Regions from separate parts of the Capra hircus genome. Here region 1 is linked to region 2. Evidence: chromatin contacts called from public Hi-C data. All regions are on one chromosome and are shown on one strand. The core of a region is the stretch at or near the end of the contact, and the rest is flanking DNA. Distances in the headings are between cores, read along the strand shown.

Region 1 (2,805 bases), core at 297-2,796, 360 kb after region 2:
CCTAGCAGTGCTCAGTGTGTGCATGGCAAGGGTGAGTGAGGTGCTGTGTGTAAGGGATGGGGGGAGGTCAGCACCCCCCCCCCATCTTTGTCATCTCAGTGGCTCCTCTACCAAGAATAGAAGCAGCTGGAGGCTGGTCCTTTCCTGAAGCATTTGTACTGGTGTAGAGCTGGTCCGCGTTGTGTTGTGTTATATGATTTAACTTTCGTTGCAAAGATTGGCCCATTCATCAAACACTGATTGGGCCAAGTGCTAAATAGTGTATATATATATATATATCTGGGATAACTGGAGTGATGAATACATTTGGTTCAAGTCCCTGTCCTCAGGTAGCTCATGGTCTGGCCAGGTCTCAGGGTCATAGAACTAAAACCTTGCTCTTTGATGTGATAAGTATGGCAGAAACACCAAGGAAGGCAGAGCCAGCGCTGAGAGGAGAGGACCCGACAACCGGAGGAAGGCAGGTGGGGGCGTGTTCACCCCGAGGAGGAAGGCGGGCCCAGCAGCAGAAGGAACCGCCCACCCGCCGCAAGGCCCAGAGCCAGGCAGACGCACACGGTGTTCAAGGAGCAGAGCTCCTGGAGGCTGTGGGAGAAGGTGCCGAGGGCGGGAGCCGTGTGGGGCCAGCTGTGAGGGTGGACTTGGTCCGCTGGGCAGTGGGTAGCCCTCAGAGCCCTCTAAGCAGCAGGATAGCAGGGTCGGATTTGCACTGGTGGAGACAACTTGAGCACAGGGAGCGGCTAGATGGAAGGTCTGATGATAGGATTTTGATCCAGATTCTGGCAAGCAGTGAGGACAGTGAGGACATTGAAGTAACGTAGAAAGGAGATGTTGATAGCGTAGAATTTTTTAAAAACACAAACTGTATTTAATCGGGGACAAAGCATCTCCTGAGTTTGCTATAGATCAGTGTGAAGACTCAACTCTTGAAGGTTTAAACAAAATGTGCTTGCCGTTCTGGATGGAGGTGGTTTGGTATGGGACTGCCTGCCCAGTGCTGGATTCCAACACGGAGAAGGAGGAATAGGAAAGACGCTTCCTGGGGAAGTGCCGCTGCGAAGGAAGCTGGGAGCAGAGGCTGGAGCGCTGACAGTAGCCAGGGATGCTATGCTCAGAGCAAGCTTCCTGAAAGCAAAGGCTGGGGGCCTGGGCCCTGGTCCCTGCTCCCCTCCTTCCCTGGCAAGGGCACGGAAGATGTTCTTTGAAAGCCCTGTCTCTCCAAGTCAGTGTTGGCCGCAGGGCTTGAGCCAGGCCGTGACCGTGGTGGTGTGCTGTCTGTGGAAGGCCCGGCAGGGGCAGGCTGGACGGCTTTTAGCTCCAGCAGCGGGAGCTGGTGACCTCTGGCGGCTGCAGGCGGAAGCGCGCCCACTGGCCACTCCTGAGCAAAGCCTGGCTGCTCTGGGGGCTCCATTCCGCCCTGCAGTAGTGCTCCCTCCAGAATCCTCCTGATTCCTGATCTCTTCCATCTCAGATCCTGCCCTCAAAGGCCCTTGATACCGTCCATGCCTTGCTGTGAATTTCACTAGGTACTCATTTTCATTGTGAGGCTCCTCATTCTCGTATATAGCAGGAAAGGCACTGAGCAGGTATGGTTGTTTGATCTGGGCTTGTCTTAAATTTCTCTGGGACTTATCACCCGAGGCAGCACCCCTGCAGGCAGGCCAGTCTCCAGTGCACTCCGGAGACAGCCTGTCCAGCTTTGCCAGGACTCTGTTTTCCCTTTGTTATCTTCCTCTTTCCTCTGATTGCTGATTTTTCCCATGATCTTGGAGCATCATGACTCCCCAGGAATGTCAGCACATTAAGTGCCTGTTGATCTCTCATTGGGTCTGGAGACTACCTCCTAAGCTCCTTGCCTTGGGAACCCCTGCTTAACAGAAGTGCCAGAGACACTAACAGAGGCTGATGCTGGGACTTCTTGCTTCTAGGGAATCTGGAGCAGCCTAGAAAGGGGCACATGCAGTTCTTCCGGAGGAGGAAATTTTAGGGCCATCACAGAGATCCCCACCGCCTCACACACTTCAGGGTTGCAGAAGACAACATGTTCATATGAGAGGAGACTGGAGTTCCTCTCACTCTTGTAGAATATGTATCCATGTGGGAACTTTTACCACTAGTCCAGGCTTGGGCAGTACCTAGGAGACTGGGTTGGAGAAAGTAGGTGGGATTGCAAAGCAGGACCAAGGGCTCCTGGAAAGGGATCAAGTCTGTAAAGGCTTCTCACTCAGCTCTGTCTTTTCCCTTTGCCACCGCCAGGAAATTGTCCTCCACTCTGGGTGAATATGGAGGGCCAGTTGCTCCCACTCAACTTCTTTTCCTGCCTTCTCCTCCTCCTCATCCACCCCCCCTCTCCATTGTGGGACCAGAAGACTCAAAGAGGACAAAAATTTCTGACGGTGACAATGACTTGCACACAGACATCTACCCCAGAAGCATCAGGGTCCGTGGGGGTGGTGTCTCTCCTTCTTGTTTTAGCCTCAGTTTATTGAGGGTCAACTATGTGCCCAGGGACTAAGCTAGGAACTTGATACATATTATCTCAGTTAATCGCTTCAGATATCTATCATGATCTTCATTTTACTGATAAGGAGACTGAGGCCTGAGTTCAGTTCAGTTCAGTTCAGTCGCTCAGTCGTGTCCGACTCTTTGCGACCCCATGAATCGCAGCACACCAGGCCTCCCTGTCCATCACCAGCTCCCGGAGTTCACTCAGATTCACGTCCATCAAGTCGGTGATGCCATCCAGCCATCTCATCTTCTGTCGTCCCCTTCTCCTCCTGCCCCCAATCCCTCCCAGCATCAGAG
Region 2 (2,700 bases), core at 121-2,620:
TACATGGGAAATTTTCATTTCCTGTTCCATCACAGGGAGGCTTTATGTTTGGGTCATTGCTTGTGCCCACGGTGAATGTCTCAGCTGTCTGAACGGCTAGGGCTTCCCGTTGTGTCTCTACTCTGAGTCCTGTGTTCTCCCTCAAGAGGAGGTAGAGAAAGAGCTGGGCAGGTAGGTTGCAGGGTTGATGTTGTTTTAGCTTTGCAAAAAGGAGTGGCTTTATTTCAGAGGAATTTTCACCAGGATGGCTAAAATGAAAAGGACTGACAACACCAAGTGTTGACCAAGGAGGAAAGCAATCAGAGCCCTCCATCATTGCTGGTGAAAGTGTAAACTGGAGCCACCAACTTCAGACTCCTCAGATTCCAGCAATGGCTCTGGCCATCCCACTTCTAGGAATAGGCTCAGAAGAAACAAGTGTTTGTGCTACCAAAAGATGTGGAAAAGGAAGTTCACTGTGCTGTACCCTATAATAGTAAAAAAACAAAACAAAAAACTAGGAGCAGCCACCTAAATGTGGGATGGATAAATGACATATGGTAGATTCCCTCAATGGAATAAGATACAGTGAAGAGACCTGGATGGTTACACACAGATATGCTTAGTAAAAGGAGCCAGACACAAAAGAGTGTGTTCTGTGTAATCCCATTTATAGGAAATTCCAAAAAGGCAAAAGTAATTTGTGACAATAAAGACCCGAATAGTGGTTGCCTCTGGCAGGAGTCTACATGGTATCAAGCTGAGTGCCTTAGATCTGTGCATCTTATTGCATTATCGGTTTTACCTTAATGAGAAAGAATTAAAGGTATCTAGTGTGTTTTCTTCTTTCCAGATGAACAACTTATTATTTATTCATCCTTTTTTTCCCCCACTGCTCTGCCTCTTTAGAAAAAGATTAGAGGTGATTTACAATGGTGTTGAACTGTATTTGTCAGTGAAGAAATCTGAGAGACACCAAAATTAAGGCAGGAAAAAAAAAAGGTGGAACCAGATGGGAGGGTAGCCCTCAGAATTTAGGCAGCTGGCCTCCTGCACTTCCCAAGGGTGAATGGAATGGAATGCGGCTTCCTAGAGTCAATATGCAGAAGAAACACAAGTCCACATTCAAGTTAACAGCCCAGCTGATCAGAGGCACAGATGATTGAGCAAAACCACTCCTGGGCCATCTCAGAAAAAGGCAACTCTGGAATCAAACCCATTCCTGTTTAAAGTTTGTCAAACTTTCCTTCTGGGACCCTGGATCCCCTACATTTTCTGCCTCCCACCCTGCCCTCGAAGACAGTCAAGTTCGCGTGCTGTGTTGCCCAGTTCACGTCTCCGGGTGCCGTCTGCGGGATGCCCCTCTCGTGAAGGCTGGGCTCTATTCTCTGGGGGTGCTCGGCATGCTGGCCTGGCTCCTGGGCCCCAGGCCTGCACCCTCAGCATGGACTCGGATGCTCAGACCATCTCTTCCCTTGTCAGTGCTCCTCGGTGGCCTGGTCCCTTCCCGAGGGACAGGTCTTCTTGCAGCAGCTCCCGGGGGGCTGGACTCTTTCCATTTTGGCATTTGGGTTAAGGAGTCTTTCCACTTTCTGGCTCCAGTTTTTGAGTTGAATTCATATATTGCCCCAGTAACTAGGGGGAAAAAGAAACACACAACCAATATATAAACAAAGGAATCCAAGTGCTTCTCTGCTCCCTCCTCTCCACTCAGCTCTCATCTCACCCCCAGCTAGAAAGAAGGAAAGCAGGCTTGTGAAAAACACAGACAAGCTTCACCAGCCTGCCCTTTCCAAGAGCTGAGCTACATGGCTCTGACCACACGGGTTGCAGATTTCAATGCTTCCCTAGAAAGAAAGGTTTAAGAGAGTCTCTTCCCCAGTGGCTCAGATGGTTGAGAATCTGCCTGCAGTACAGGAGACCTGGGTTCTATCCCTGGGTCGGGAAAATCCCCTAGAGAAGGACATGGCAAGCCCCTCCAATATTCTTGCCTGGAGAATCCCATGGACAGAGGAGCCTGGTGGGCTGCAGTCCATGGGGTTGCTAAGAGTCGGACACGACTGAGTGACTACCACTTTCACACTTCCACAAGGTCACCTCAGTGGCAGGACTAGAGGCCACAGAAGTCCGGAGCTTCAGATAAATTAGGTCCGTTTTCTCATGGAGTTACCCATTATGTTCTGATGTGTTTGTTTAAAAAGACCCCCTGAATCCCTGCTATAAGCAGGAATCCACCAAGTAAGAAAAGAAACTTTGATTTTTATTTACGTTATGTTAGCAGAGATTTACAGACACAGACTCACAAATCTGGCCTCTATTGAGATGATGCAAGGGAGCCATTTTTATCATGTCGGTGCCAGCAGACGCTAATTGGTGTTTGTTCACATTCGTCCAGTTGGCTCATTTCTTCCTTTTTCCTTCTCTCAAAAACACAGACGCAGGAGAACAGCCTCGGCCCTTCCTGGCTTTTGCCCCAGAAGATCTAGTTTCCAGTGTGCCCCTGCTCCTGCAGCACGAGTGGCCTCTCAGGCAGAGGATCCCACCAGCACTTATGCTAATGTGGGCACATTATGGTAACAAGTACCTAATAATAGAGGGAAATTTAATTCCAGCAGCAGCAGCAGCCTCCCCTGGAGAGGAGCCATCCTCCTTCCGAGGAGGACCGAGCTGAGCCGTTCACATGTGAGGGTGGCAGGAAGCCAACACACTTGCCTCCCGAAT

Evidence for each region. A called contact is a pair of places that touch in the nucleus more often than the background predicts.
Region 1: a Hi-C map of blood shows a contact between it and region 2, with 2.7 times the contacts expected there. The contact joins two enhancer-like sites. A contact is called at or near these places in 3 of 5 Hi-C or Micro-C datasets (blood and liver).

The regions. Positions count from the first base shown.
Region 1 is chr4:73,558,920-73,561,724 of ARS1.2, forward strand. The region is part of intron 4 of ATXN7L1 (ataxin-7-like protein 1); the gene reads left to right. Among named protein-coding and RNA genes, the nearest start is that of RINT1, 93 kb to the right of the region's middle. Within about 2 kb of position 1,547, at least 2 of the 5 cell types and tissues checked have an H3K27ac peak or open chromatin away from gene starts, as enhancers often do.
Region 2 is chr4:73,196,916-73,199,615 of ARS1.2, forward strand. CDHR3 (cadherin-related family member 3) reads right to left here. Exons shown (of 18, transcript XM_018047505.1): 18 at 642-1,614. The coding sequence ends at 1,361. Among named protein-coding and RNA genes, the nearest start is that of CDHR3, 52 kb to the right of the region's middle. Within about 2 kb of position 1,371, at least 2 of the 5 cell types and tissues checked have an H3K27ac peak or open chromatin away from gene starts, as enhancers often do.